Regions from separate parts of the Xenopus laevis genome. Here region 2 is linked to region 1. The links are chromatin contacts, called in public Hi-C maps. All regions are on one chromosome and are shown on one strand. The core of a region is the stretch at or near the end of the contact, and the rest is flanking DNA. Distances in the headings are between cores, read along the strand shown.

Evidence for each region. Hi-C and Micro-C count contacts between places; a contact is called where the count stands out from the background.
Region 2: a contact with region 1 is called in a Hi-C map of the XTC cell line, with 4 times the contacts expected there. The contact joins the promoter of adamts10.L here to the enhancer-like site in region 1. A contact is called at or near these places in 2 of 4 Hi-C or Micro-C datasets (the XL177 cell line and the XTC cell line).

The regions. Positions count from the first base shown.
Region 1 is chr1L:111,308,738-111,311,756 of Xenopus_laevis_v10.1, reverse strand. adamts10.L (A disintegrin and metalloproteinase with thrombospondin motifs 10) reads left to right here. Exons shown (of 25, transcript XM_041562058.1): 23 at 797-973; 24 at 1,044-1,200; 25 at 1,490-3,019. The coding sequence ends at 1,599. Among protein-coding and RNA genes, the nearest start is that of myo1f.L, 7.1 kb to the right of the region's middle. Within about 2 kb of position 1,401, at least 1 of the 7 cell types and tissues checked has an H3K27ac peak or open chromatin away from gene starts, as enhancers often do.
Region 2 is chr1L:111,358,753-111,361,771 of Xenopus_laevis_v10.1, reverse strand. It overlaps adamts10.L (A disintegrin and metalloproteinase with thrombospondin motifs 10), which reads left to right and starts at 1,596. Exons shown (of 25, transcript XM_041562058.1): 1 at 1,596-1,976.

The DNA of each region.
Region 1 (3,019 bases), core at 152-2,651:
TGAGTTGGCCGTAAGCTCTGTAAGTGACAGCAGCACAGAGCAGTAAATCAGCAGAAAAGAAGATGGAGAACTACTGGGGCATCTTTGGAGACACATATCTTTACTGCTAAATGGCTGTGGTTGCCTTGGGCTGGTACAAAAGCCCAAACCATAATGTATAACATTTCTAGTCTACTTTTCTCTACTCCTTTAAGATAGCATGTGTGATGAAGAAGCAGAAGCTACTAGAATTTTAAGGTGCAAAGTGTCTGATAAAAGCCTGACCAGAATTGCACCCAGGCTTTACGTGAAGCTGCATTTACAAAATGCACTTTTTTTTATTAGCTCCAAAAAGAAACATACAATACAGATTGAGACATGCCATACAGTCATGAAAATTGCACTTTTTGATAATGTAACAGGGCATAACTGTAACAACATCACTATTGTGCATACAAACTTGTTTTTACAATGTCATATATAAACATTTACAGTTTAATGTGTTTCAGAACAGATAACAATCAGCTAAGTTCTGGCACATAGCCATAACTTTATAATAAACATGCCTTTGTGGCCCCAGCTAAAGCTAAAGTACTTTAATGAGCTCTATACCGAATATGCAAAAGTAGCTGGTGATGTGGCACTACAGTGGCAGATGCACAATGGAAAGTCTTTAGTGGCAGATATTATATTTATATAATTATATAAATTGCATTTGAAAGCCAGTTAGATAATCATTATATTACATAGACTGTAGTGCCATCTAATTCATCATTGTTGTCTTTGAGATAATCTGTTTTCCTAACTCTCCCTGAAGTGCACCCCAAGCTGTGGGCCTGGGTACAGACACCGAGTTGTTCTGTGTAGGATTGGTGACCAAGATACCACCTTACCCCATTCCCACTGCCAAGCTATGGATAAACCTGCAACAAGTATGCGCTGCACCTTACAGAGATGCCCACCATCCCGCTGGATCACAGGTGAATGGGGAGAGGTGAGTATCATATTGTACGCAATTAATTAATTTTTATTAAAGATGATTTTATAACATGGCTTCCTTTCAGTGTTCAGCTAATTGTGGCCTTGGGCAACAGAGACGATCTGTGCAATGCCTGAGTCACATAAGACAGCCTTCGATAGAATGCACAGAGTCTCTCCGTCCATCTGCAATGCAGCAGTGTGAAAACAAATGCCTGGCCGACCCCTCTGACAGTCCAGATGGTAAGACTTTTATCATTTACTCAAAGCAGAAGTCACATAGCAAATGTTCTATCTGTCTATCGTATCTTTATTTTACACAGTCCTGCTACCATCTGCTGCTTGCTTCTAAATCTCCTTTTTTACATCTTACCCTTTTTGTGCCTCTGTCATTTCTCCCTCCCCTAGAGAGCACAACGCTTTTTTCCCCAGCCTATAACACACACACTTTAGGAACCTCCTCTCTCTTCCAGACTCAGACAGGACCCTTTCTCTAAATTCCACCTACTTTTATCTGACTCTCTCTCTGCAGAATGTAAGGATGTGAACAAGGTGGCGTACTGCCCTCTGGTGCTGAAGTTTAAATTCTGCAGCCGACCTTACTTCAGACAGATGTGTTGCAGAACCTGCCAAGGCCATTGATCTTCTCTCACAACAGCCATCTCTCTGGATATATTTTCTCTATCTTGAAGTTGGCATATAATGTCAGCTCTCTGTTTTATACCATGTTTTCTTTCACATCTACAGACTCTAGTCTTCATCTCATCACACATGCCAAGGCTTCCTTATTCGGTATCTATTCAATGTGTCATCTGCTTAAAACCTATAAGTGGGTGCAGCCTGGTGGTCTGTAGATATGTTTGGCACACGAAGCGAAAGCACTGAGATGTCAGTACTAATTGAACAAATCCAGTCTTGCCATTTTGCAAACATTATAGCTGCAGGCTGTAATGTTTCTGTGCCAATGCAAATTAACGTACTGTATGTACTGACATTTTGTACTTCAGAAAGGGAAACTAAAAAGCAGTATTTCATACCTACATGAAAATCTGACAAAAGATTTCAGTATCTTCTTATTTAACTTTTTTTTTTTACCCACTGTATTTTATTTACTCAGTTTCACTGCTTCAGTTTGTAAATCCCTCATCAGCTTAGTATGGCCATATGCACTCAAGAACCAGTGAATCAGCAGGGGATGTGAAACTAGTGTAGTAAAGAGGATGCAAGTGTGGAGTGCTTTCAGGGAAACATTATAAAACACTTCTCAATATGAAAAACGTTTCATACATTCAACTTTTGTTTACTCCTCATTTTCCTACACTACAATTCTCCCAAAGTCTTTCATTCCGAATTTTCCAATTTCCTCAACCCCAAAATCTTTGAGTCATTCTAAATTCTAATAAGATCTGTAAGAGTTTTTCCTTTTTATTGCTTAGGTGCTATTTAAGCCATATACAGATGCATTGAGGGTTCTTTTAAGCCATTTCCCCTTGTGGCCTGTGGATATTCAAAGCACTGCTGGAAGACAAGGGGGTGATTCCCTAGTTACTAATATCTTTATTAAAGAAAGAAATATATTTTATAATCTGTATAAATGAATTGCCCTTCCAATACTTTTTCCATTATTTACAAACAGAGCAGCTTTAAATTGGGTATGAGTTGATCAAAATATACATATGGGATCTGTTATCTGGAGAAAACTGTTAACCAGAATGTTCTAAAAACTGGCAATATCTTTATATTACTTAAATAATCAGTTCTTTATTTTAGCCCATTTTACTGCAATTACTATATAAACCAGTGCCTTCCAGATAGCAGGTCCCATACCTGTAAGGCTTTGGGCAATGTTATCTATAGGTAATATGTAATCTAATTTTTTTCTGCCTTTAATTGCTGTTAAACTAAAAGAATTTCAACAACAGTATTCAGGTAGAACTTATGTCCATGTGGCAACTCTGTGTCTGTACATCATTTAAGTGTAGGGATAAGCAACGTTCCACACTCCTTTTGCTGGGAGGACTCTAATAAACAGTCTCCAAGTTTAATTTTGTTGCTGATGGAA
Region 2 (3,019 bases), core at 347-2,846, 50 kb before region 1:
AAGGGATTATTCAACTTTGAGTTAATTTTTAGTATGATGTAGAGAGTGATATTCTGATGCAATTAGCAATTTTACAACATATTAAAAGTTATTTTAAATGAGAACTACCCCCGAGGCCATACCCTGTTTGCACTACTATGGAGCATAGCTATAGTGATTATTCTGTTTTTAACTGTATACAGTGTACACTTCTGGAACTTGAGAGAATTAAGAATCACATTAGCAATATCAGACACTGCAAATATTAATTAATTAATAAAGACCAGCTTGACGTTTGAGTAGGGGGCAGGGTTTTCACAATCATGACTAATGTGATGTACTTCCTCTCTTATTAGGGTAATGTCACACAGTAGGGCTCATATATAAACACTATTCAAATCTGCACCTGGGTAGTATCCCAAGCAACCAGTGATTAACTTTCTTAGCCAACTGCAGGTAGAACAATGAAAACATGCATCTGATTGGTTGCCATGGGTTACTGCCCAGTTGCCCAGTGTTCATGAATAACCCCCCAGTGTGTTTTCATAACAATAACCGCATTACAGTGGAGAAAAGAACAATAGATACTGCATTTGCCCTCTATGCAGAGAAATAGGAATAGGGCATAATTTAAGCATAATCTGCATATGTATGGTTTTTCAGCCCAAAATTCGCAAATCCCATTCATTCCTGTCACTTCATATACAGAACAGATGCTGGATGGATCAGCCGGTTTCATCAGACAGAATGCACTGTGCAGCACTGCCTTTATAGTTTATATACCCTTATTTTGAATACAAATGCATGAACGATATCTTCAGCTTTGAGAACCTTATTGGTGCTTATAAATATATTAATTAGGTCATCATTTTAGCTCACTGGTTGATATCTAAAAGGGTAATGTAAATTAGAATGGGGTTGTTCACAGTTTCCACCACTTGAGGACAGTGAAGCACTTACAAATGCACAAGTGTGCAACGTCACCTGGTAACCATATTACAGCTGTAAAGCAAAAGGCAAAGTCAGCCATTAGAAAATCCTGTGAGCTGTAACACAAGGGTTTCTGTAAGCCTCAGTGAAACTGTCACGCATAGTTTGGTGCTAAAAAAATTGAGCCTAGGCAGTGACTTAGTAGTTGCCACTTTCACACACAGTGCCTAAATTAACAGTGCACTTCTGATAAAAAGAAATAGCATATGTAAAAGCCCGTGGGAAGTTCAGCAACAAAATGAATACTTTTACTTGCCCCATTTTACTAGTCTAGGTGCTATTGAACAGGATCTTGTTAAAGTGTGCTTTGTCACTGTTCTTAAACATGCTTCCCCCCCCCCAACAAGTTATTTAATGTTGGCGCATATACATTATGATTTCCAAATATTTGGCTCTGTTCCTAGCAATTCCCTCTTAACCCTGTAATGGCAAAGTTACATATTGCATTGCTCTATAGAAAGGGTTAAACTGTATGCCAGGACAGCTGCTGCTTTAACAGAGGTACCACTGGGGGTGTAGCCACCTTAAGCCACACCTACCTTGTTAGCATCAGTCATGCCCACTGCCCCTGTGGCAACTTAACCCCTTTGCTGCCAGAGGCAAGATGAATGCAATGTAAAGCAATTTGTTGCAGGCCCATCTGGAAACATATAGGTTACTATCTCCCTCCTCCTCTGTTTCTTTTTTTTTTAAATGACACGTAAAAAAAAATAAAACAAGAGCATACAGGCTACTGTAGGGGAGTGCCCCTTTATAAACAGCCCCCTTTAATTATGTGAGGTCAACTTTTTTTTTTTTTTTTTACTTTTACCAAGAAGCAGCCAAAAAAAGAATATGAACCCATACAGATTCCCTTTTTCTAAATAATCCTTCCAGAGAACAGATCCTCTAAAACTTCAGGATCAGCAGGCTACCAACGGAAAGACATCTTTTTAATTCATCCACAAAAAAACACCCTTCCCAGGTGTCAGGTGCATTGAAATGCCAGAGGACTAGCAAAAGAGCAGGTACGTCAGAAGCCAAATAAGCACTATTTATTTTAAAGAACATGTGAGAACTGTGCCCAATTTTGAATGTTTTGTTCTGAATCACTTTTATTTTATTAATATGAATTCTGCTTCCCTGTTGCCCAGTTCATCTTTCTATGAACTCATGCAAATGCTCTTTTCCTATTAATTTAAGTGCAGGCTCTTCTTATAAATCTGTCTGCAATCTCTCCCTAGAAAACCTCCCCAATGCTTTATATTTCCTTCTGCTATTCCTCACTCCCAATCATTCCAAATACTTGTTACAATACATTTTCACTCTCTGTTTCTTCATTAAAGCTTATACATCGTATTACTATTCACTATTTATATAGAGCTGGCATAGTCCATAGCACTTTACGGAGATTATAAATCATTCACATCAGTCCCTGCCCCAGCAGAGTTTACAATTACATTTAATTTATGAATGTATCATTGTCCAGTCATTAATATGTATACTTGTATAACATGCTATTAGAAACATCTTTCAGCTCTTTTAATCCTTTATAATGCTTTTGGCGCAATGAACATATTCAGAAAGTCATCTGCTAACACTATATAGCTGTACCTTTTGCTGCAAAACATTTGTTAAATATAACACCTCCCATCCCCCAGCTTGCATCTCTCACTTCTCAAGTCTAATTTTACAGATCCTGCTGTTTCTTTGAAGTTTGACCTCTGTTCTTAATTAGACCTGAAAGGACCTTGCCGGATATAGACAGGAAAGTGGTAACTGAAGGGCTGTGTGGCTCTTTGGGATAATAATTATGCAGGGTAGTAGCAGACTTTACAGTTCTGTCTCCTCCATGCAGAAGAGAGCAGGGACTGATCAGCACAGACTGGGGATTGTAAAATCTTGAGATCTAGAATTTGCCAAGCATGTAAGCCCCCACATATGCATTAGATACAATCATAATACAATAATGAGAAAAATATATTTAAATTAGCATTTCAACAACAGTAACATGCAATCAGCAGTTAGCTTTGATTGATCTGCTACAAATATTAACATTCAGGGCAATAGC